Linked DNA regions of Mus musculus: regions 1 and 3 are each linked to region 2. Evidence: chromatin contacts called from public HiChIP or PLAC-seq data. All regions are on one chromosome and are shown on one strand. The core of a region is the stretch at or near the end of the contact, and the rest is flanking DNA. Distances in the headings are between cores, read along the strand shown.

What was found. HiChIP or PLAC-seq counts read pairs in DNA pulled down with a chosen protein or histone mark.
Region 1: a contact with region 2 is called in an H3K4me3 HiChIP or PLAC-seq map of neural tube, with 5 times the contacts expected there. The contact joins two enhancer-like sites. A contact is called at or near these places in 1 of 15 datasets of contacts at CTCF or cohesin (the NIH/3T3 cell line), 3 of 484 Hi-C or Micro-C datasets (lens fibers, nephron progenitors and uterus), 8 of 115 datasets of contacts at active chromatin or transcription factors (astrocytes, differentiating embryonic stem cells, embryonic fibroblasts and 5 more) and 1 of 9 other capture datasets (embryonic stem cells).
Region 3: a contact with region 2 is called in an H3K4me3 HiChIP or PLAC-seq map of forebrain, with 4 times the contacts expected there. The contact joins the promoter of Erich1 here to the enhancer-like site in region 2. A contact is called at or near these places in 1 of 39 promoter capture datasets (hippocampal neurons), 2 of 484 Hi-C or Micro-C datasets (both in cortical neurons), 5 of 115 datasets of contacts at active chromatin or transcription factors (PVALB interneurons, SST interneurons, embryonic forebrain and 2 more) and 1 of 9 other capture datasets (adipose tissue).

Annotation. Positions count from the first base shown.
Region 1 is chr8:14,637,783-14,640,482 of GRCm38.p6, forward strand. All of the region lies in intron 4 of Dlgap2 (DLG associated protein 2), which reads left to right. Among named protein-coding and RNA genes, the nearest start is that of C030037F17Rik, 130 kb to the right of the region's middle. Within about 2 kb of position 1,404, at least 53 of the 459 cell types and tissues checked have an H3K27ac peak or open chromatin away from gene starts, as enhancers often do. A contact at or near this core is called in neural tube, where this site is marked.
Region 2 is chr8:14,380,538-14,383,237 of GRCm38.p6, forward strand. All of the region lies in intron 3 of Dlgap2 (DLG associated protein 2), which reads left to right. Among named protein-coding and RNA genes, the nearest start is that of Gm26184, 110 kb to the left of the region's middle. Within about 2 kb of position 1,409, at least 72 of the 459 cell types and tissues checked have an H3K27ac peak or open chromatin away from gene starts, as enhancers often do. A contact at or near this core is called in PVALB interneurons, SST interneurons, cortical neurons and 4 more, where this site is marked.
Region 3 is chr8:14,088,885-14,091,584 of GRCm38.p6, forward strand. It overlaps Erich1 (glutamate rich 1), which reads right to left and starts at 1,443. Exons shown (of 6, transcript NM_001034862.2): 1 at 1,357-1,443. The coding sequence starts at 1,378.

The sequences.
Region 1 (2,700 bases), core at 154-2,653, 260 kb after region 2:
ATACACATACATATACATACACATACATACACACATACACATACATATGCATATACATATATACATATATGAGATACATATAACTAAGAAGGCCAGGCAAACATTTGCTTCTCTCCATACTATATGTTATATAATGTAATCACCTGTTTCAGTTGTTCTTTATGTGTGTGGTGACTCCATCTACAAAATATGACCGCCATTACATCCATCCCATAAGCTCTTTGATGCTTGTCAGCAACCCCGATCCCACAGCCTTCAGACAGGCTAGTCACCGCACAGAGATCAGGAGGACTTGAACCTGGTATTCTGAACCTGCAGTACAGTTTCCGCACACACCCTTGTGACAGGCACAGATGTCTGTCCCCACCCATCCCCCCTTGGCGAAGACATTTGTGAAGATCAGCTGTGAAACGAAGACTGCCACACATAACATTCTTCACGGATTTGTTTTGCTTTCTCCACAAAAGCGGCTGCCAAATTTAGCCTGAGAAATGGCCTCTGCGTTCCAGAGCTGCTCCAAGCTTCAGATAAACACGCAGACAGGCTGCACACATTGAATTCAAGGGGTTAGAGGCCATAGATGAGCCCTGTTGAGGAGACGGGCCTTGTCTAAACATTTGTTTTTAATTGCCCCGTGAAGATCCGGGGGACATATTCTTTTAAAACTGCTGTCTGAGGGACAAAAGAGATGAGAGGCGAGTGAAAGATGTTGAAGTTATTAAACCTTATCTTCTTTTTATATTTCTAAATTCAGGACTGTTTATTAATGGGGAAAAAAGTACATGTTTTAAGGCATCATATTGAAAGTACTTGTACCACGCTGCTCTCTTCTGTATGCATCATATTGGCAATGTTGTGATTTGGGGGAACAAAAGAACGGGGCAGCCGTGGCCCATTCACCCCACTGCCTGTTGCCTGCAGATACTTGGAATTCCCTCTGTGCTCTGAGATCTGATTCAGAGTAGTGGGCTATCATAACCCAGTGCTGGGACCTGGGAATCTGGATCATGAGGTGTGACTTGACTGTGCCAAGGACATGAAACTAGCCCATGAATACTCAGATTCCTATGTCAAGGGTTGTGTGTCCTTCTGTATAGACAGCACCCTATGATCCAACCAGGTTTCACCCCCCTACAGACTTTCAACAGCAATTGTCCGAGCTCTCAGAAGCAGGCAAGGGGGGACAGACAGACCGTGAAGTAAATTCCAATTCCCTGCTCTCTTGTTCCATAAGATCTAATGACTTTAGGCTCTAAACTCTCAAAAGATTTCCTTGGATATAAGCCCCCAATCACTCTGCCTGTTTTAGATCTCTTGAGAGGGTTCCTGTGCAGTTTTCACTGTGAGGCAGGGCCAGCCACGGGCTGCACATGACTCTGGCGGAGAGTAAACAAGTGTGTTCGCTGGCTCCCCAGGGTCTCACTGCACAGACAGCTGGCCAGGGCCTGGTACTACAGCACATTTCAAAGAATACTTTGTAGAAGGACTCTGGAACCAGCCCATAAGTCTACGTTAGAAAGACGTGGATGACACTGTCAGCCAGTCACACTTGATGGCCTGTGAGCCCTGGGTGTCACCCAGCTAGCCCACACGCTTAGTGCAGAGTTGTCATCAACTCAGCAGAACTCCTGACCTCTGGACACTGCAAGCGGCAGACTGGGCAGTCTGGCCTTCTTCAAACATACATCCAGGCGAGATGCTCAGAACTGTATCACAGGCAGAGGAGAACCCAAACTGGATTTCTGTGCTGGGAGATGAAGCCACTTGGGCAGCAGGTAGAGCAGGCCTGTGTGCTGCCCTGCTTCTCACCAGGAGAGTGTAAGCTGGGACTGACTTGGGGCTCCCAGGAACCCTAGACCTATCAGAAACAGGGAATGATTCTGCCCTGAGAGCCACACGCTCAAACCCTATACGCAAATATGGGGTTTTCTTCAGAGAAGAAAAGCAGAGTGGGAAACTTACCAAGCCCTGGTTTGTTTGTTTTTTTCCAAACCATTTCTTGCAGGTCATTGAAGAAACAGTGCCCAGTTGGGTCTGCGCTCGGACATTGGGGTAAAGCTTGGGAGAGTTAAGATGGGGCTATTTGCTGGGATGAAACTGTCCACAGCTCGGCTGGGCCATCTTCTTACTCAGGCTGACCCTAATTAAACATGGAGCAGACAGACTGGCTCCCAAGAAGATTTGCTATGTGTCCCCAGCAGCCATAGACTATGGAGAGGACCCTTGTATTGGGGCTGAGTGATGGAGACACTCAAGGAATACCTGAGTTAGAGTCATGGGTAGGACACACACAGTCAGACCGGGTTCTCACCACCTGCAGAGCCAGCTCTCTTCAGGGGTGGGGGCTTGTAACCCTTCTGCATAACAGTCACACAGCCTTGAAAAGCTACAAAAGAATGTGAGGCATCTGGACAGACAAAGGCATTCTGTAAACATGGCGTACCTCCACACACCTCCTTCCCCCTTGTCTTAGTCAGGTTTCTATTCCTGCACAAACATCATGACCAGGAAGCAAGTTGGGGAGGAAAGGATTTATTCAGCTTACACTTCCACACCTTGGTTCATCACCAAAGGAAGTCAGGACTGGAACTCAAGCAGGTCAGGAAGCCGGAGCTGATGCAGAGGTTATGGAGAGATGTTACTTACTGGCTTGCTTCCCCTGGCTTGCTCAGCTTGCTTTCTTATAGAACCCAAGACTGC
Region 2 (2,700 bases), core at 159-2,658:
ACATTGTAGCTGTCTTCAGATGCACCAGAAGAGGACATCAGATCCCATCACAGCTGGCTGTGAGCCACCATGTGGTTGCTGGGAATTGAATTCAGGACCTCTCCAAGAGCAGTTGGTGCTCTTTAACTGCTGGGTTATTTCTCCAGCCCAGATTTACTGTACGCATATCATGAATATTAAAGCAAGGTTTTGCTGTGGCTACTCCTTTACACTGAGTAACCTCAACACAGATTCCCCACTGGGGTCCGGAAGCACATTCCCTCAGACCAGTAGCAGCACACTATAAACTTTGCAGCTTAAATGGTTGAGCCACAACGTACTTTAAAGGAGTATGTTAGTCTAATTTGGTCCAAACATAGTGTGTCCTGTCCTAAGCCAGTACTATGAATAGTGAATTGTCTAGCAGAAACCCTGCCTTTTCCAAGTGAGCTGTCAGGCCACTGGAGTAATTCAGGGAGATCCAGGGAGGTTTTTCTAGGACAGTATTTCTGAATGTCTCCTGCAGTATTTGCACAGTGGCCAGGCTCAATGGCTATTCTCTTATCCTTGGTCATCACCAGCCACTGTCTCTGTAGACATGTCGGTGGAGGAATCCAAAGCTCTAATAAACCCAAGCTCTTTGGTTATTCTGCATGTGCTTTTAGAGAAAGTTACTTTGCTATTATGAGGTTTTAGGCATAGTCCTTTGGCCATCCACTGGGCACATAAGGTTCTCATTATCTTTACCAGATCACACCCTTAACTCTACTAGGATTCTTGTGTGTAATGTTTGCCTCCTCGGGTGGAGTTTCTGTACTTCAAACATAAGTGATCAGGTTATTTTCTACCAGGACACCTGCAACTGAAGCAGGTGTAAGGATGTGTAGATGCCAGCGGTCTCTGGTCTGCCCTCCCATTCCCCCTCCTGCTTACAGTTGGTTCTTAGCCCAGTCCGGTATACTGAAAGATTGGAGTGGAAGGCTTGCCTCTTTCCCCTGCAACTTCTCAGATGCCAGGGCGCTTGGAATCTTCAGCATGAGTTGCTCGTGTAGACGGGCCTCTCCGAACACCCTGCCCACTCACTTTTATGAAGACCTGTGTCGTCAGCTCTGTGACGCTTCGTAGGAAGTTGCCCATTTATGGCTACTAGAGCAAATGATATCATCACAATAGGTGGCTCCTGTCTAAATAGGGATCGTTTGTGAAATGAGATTATAGGCATTTATCTGAAAGAGCAAGAGACAGAGCACCTGCTCTCCGTAATTGCTGTCCCGGGGGACAGCACTGTGCTCTAATCAAGGCGTCCATCTCCATGGCTAATTTTGTTACCAGCAGAGAGCTTGCGTTTAGCGCTCAGTGCCAGGCAGCCCCCATATCCACATGGAATCCACTCCAGATCCATGTTTTCTATTACGCTTGAATATATGGGACATGCATAGGGATCCTATGCCCGCCACCGTGCTGCAGTGTGCCTGTTTTGCAGAGTACCGTGGATGCCTAGTCCAAGCCGAGGCTGACTGGAGCTGTGACCACTCACTTGGTCACCCTGGCCTCCTCCTTCCTTTGCAGCGAGGTTGAAGTGCCTCTGCGTGCATAGCTTCCCATCTGCTGTGGAGCTGCCTTGCACTTCACATTCGGATGCTGCAAGGCGTGCAGCAGGAGTCTCGCTTCGGTAAGTCAAAGGTGACTCATTTCTCACTTTCCCTGTGTCTTGGATGTAGACTTTACTAGTTCCGTGGCCTCTGGGAAATGATACTTAACTGATCAGCACTCGACCAGCTAAACCGACAGCTGCTTACCTCTCTGTACTTTGCAGCATGTTTTTTTTTTTTTATGTTTTTTTTTTTTCTTTCATTGCTCTGTTTCATAGACCTAGGGTTGTACTGCTTTCGTAAGTGAAATACTCATGTCTTGATAGATGGTAGTGACAGCCAGGAGACAGCACTGCAATCCAGGGAGCATCCTCCATTCTCTGGGGGGACTTGGGGGAGATGGTCTTGCACAGCAATCCAGGACCATAGCATTGTCCTAGGCAGACAAGTTCTGTCTCTAATTAACCATCATTTCGATAGTCACCAGATACTGGAGCAGTCTGTAATGCAAGCACTGTTTTGGCTGGCTCTCCTTTTATTTCAGCAAAGATGTGGCAACTGGGCTGTGGGTTCCGTGATCCCCTGGGAATGAGTAAATCCAGGGACCTTAGGTCATTAAACCTGTGTTTCATAGGCTAGCAAGAGAGAGAAGCCTGCGGAGAGGGCTTCCTTTGTGTGGCTGAGTGCAGTAAAGGGTTTTGAGCTCTTCCCAGCTGCAGTTGAATAGGATGAAAGAGGGGAGAGGTGCTGGGATGGACACCCGCTGGGAAGAGCTGTCTGTGCCCGGTCTTTATAACCAAAGCCCCTTCCAAAGCACTAATTTCGCGCTTACCCCAAGTAGCCCTCCTTGGCTTTGTAGGAGGAGATGGTGTGCAAGTGTCATGGACTTGCTGAGCTTTTGAATAAAGCGTGCTTTGGAGTGCACAGTCTGACAGGGAGCTCTGAGAACCCAGCCAACTGCTTCACACCAGCCAGGAAGGTTTTTTTTTTTTTTCCCCTTTGCAGCGAGGAACTGTGTAGCTGGTCCAGCTGATGTGGCTGGTCCCCAGCCTCCTCTGGGTGAGCGAGCCACAGGGATGAAGATGAGGTGTGCCTGGTGTGGTCTTTCTCCGCACACTTCCTTCTCACT
Region 3 (2,700 bases), core at 193-2,692, 290 kb before region 2:
CTGAAGCTCTGATCTAGGTCTCTTTCGGTATCTTATTCATTACCAAGCTGAGTCTTTCCTAGAAACCTTTCTTCCCATCTCTCTCATGCTTTCCCTCCCTCCTCCATCCCCATATAACCACCATGAGGCATCCTAGCTGGCCTTCTCAGGCTTAAATGCCTACTTCCAGGTTTATGTTTTGGGTTCACAAGCCCCACTCTTTGGAAAACACAGTATCCTTCAACTATTTACATTTTACCTGATAATTCTGTCATATAGTCTCTTCAACAGAAAAAGAGACTGTTTTCAGAGAGTAGTTTAGTGTCTGATTAAAACGACCAAAAGCTTTCCTGCATTTTACCTTAATTTACTGAGGTTAAAAAGAGTCTTAAAGTTGGCGAGGTGCTTTATAGATGATATAATTCCTTGCATTTAATGCCAAGTTTTGAAGCATCTCGAACATAGAAGGGAATTCAAGAAGAGAAAGCACAGGGTGTGGCGTCAACCCAGGAAACAGCTGAACCTATAAAGTGTTTGTATCCTCTTCCTTGCAAGGATTAGAAAAAGGTTTTGCTGCTCAGTAAAGAACACTTATGTTCATCTTGAAACACAACATCAGATCAGACTGTTTTGAAAGGGTTATATCTGTCCTTTCTGATCCCTGAGATCATCTTACTTCCAACCCCCCCCCCCGCCCCACCCCCATAAAGTTTGATGAAACTTAAGTCACTGAGGCTGAAGTGGAAAGTCGCTAGTTAAGGATGGGGACTATACTAATTTGTTCATGGTTTTCTTGCTTGCAGAGAAATTAGTTTCCTGCTTTTTAAGCAGATACTTATTAACTATATACAGTTGCCACTAGCCGTCTCCTCCACCTCCCTCCCATTTCACAAGAGAGAAGCATGTTTTAAACACAGAAAAGTCTCATATTCTCTACTCCTATCACATGAACTGCACTTCAGGACCTCAGGGTACTAACCCAGAGATGACTGCAGGCCTGGCTGCCCTAGGTAAAGGCAATCCTCCAGACTCTAGGTCTTGTGTCCTCCACCCACCACCCCAATCCCCATCCCCACGCGCCAGCTCCGCCCCAGCAAAGAAGATCCCAGAGTCCGGTGAGGCCTCTGCTCCACTAGTGTGGTCCAGGGAGAACGAAGGCCCCTAAAAGCTGCGACAGCGCCAGACCCAGCCAGCAGGAAGGGGAAGCCACCACAAGAAGGGTACCTCAGGGCCCAGCATGTCCCATCTTGCCCTAGACACTCAAGGTCCCTGTAGCCCCTACGATCCCTCAGTGCTCAGGGCCATCAGCCTACCACGTCCGCCACCCCTGGGTATCTCGGATCCAGTCTCCGTTCGCGTTCCGCGCTTCCTGCCTACCCTGCTTCCGAAGAGAAGACATACTGGACCCCAGCCGGGATCTCTGGCCCCAGCCGCCACCAGTCGCGCGGCGCTTCCGGATTCCTCTCGTGTAGGCCCGCCCACAATATTAGGAGTGCCTAATCCGGACCCGAATTCCCCGCCGCTGGATGTCAATCATCCATATTCGGGGGCGGATTGGTTCGTATGCGGCCCGGGCGTGGCTTAAACTCTGCCTCTAGGAGCCTGGCTCTGGAGCCTGCGCGGAAGGCAGACGGCCTGAAAGCTCTGCTCCTGTGGTTTGCGGTTTGCCCCTGTGATGGACGTGGGCCAAGACACAGCTGGGGACAGTACCGGCTCTGCACACTTGCGGAACTTGGAGTGCAAGCTGGAGAAAGGTTGCTGAGGAGAGAAGGAAGGTCTGGAGGCTTGAAGCAAGGCAAGGTTCCCCAGACACCTGCAATCCGTTCCGCGCGCCCCTCACCACGTCTGCCAGTTGTACCGCTGCACGGCTGGAGATGCTCCCATCTGTTTCGCGTCTACGAATCCCTCTCATTGTGTCGTCTTCCACTTTGCTTTTAGACCAGCTGTGTTACCGCGCTGGAGCCCTTGTTCCCTGTTGACATTGAGTCTTCACCCTTGAACTGCGTCTTCAGAAACATGACTGCCAAGTTCCTACATGGTCTGCAAGCTGGTGGTAACGTTCATGAAAGGTCAGATAGAGGAGCATGACCAAGAAGACTGTAAGGACCATATTCCAAAGAGATGGGCTCTTTGAAGGGAAATAATGCAGGAGCAAATGATTTGGGTTTCATCTTTGAGAAGATGAAAGAGGAAGACCTGATGTTATGAAGAGAATGCTCAAAACATTTTTAGAGCCTATCTAACGCAGGTTTGGATCTGGAAGGAGAGAAGGCGCGCGGTTGTTGCTATTGCAGGACTCTCTGGAACACTCACTCGGACATCAGTGAGAGTAGAAGCGAAGAGATGTCGCAGATGGACTCAAGCCAGGGTTGCTCCTGAAAGGCTTGGTTGGGCTCCAGTCTGTTGTTTGCGTTTTATACTCTAAAACCACAAGGTGGGGTGGGCAAGCAAGCGAAATTTTACAGATGCCTAAGAGGCAGTCAGCAGGTTGTTAAGGGTAACATAGCCCAATGTTTCTGCTATTTCTCCAGGTCGTTATGTTCCAAGTAGCCAGTAAAGACATGCTTGTCAAATAAGCAGGACAAGCAGTGCTTTGAATAAGTCATGAAATGAATCAATAAATCAGTATTTAATAATAGGTCTCTGCTGCTTTCTTCTACTTTACTGGTAAAGATCATGGAAGAAGCAACTTCAAACGGAGATGTGTAAAATTGATGCATT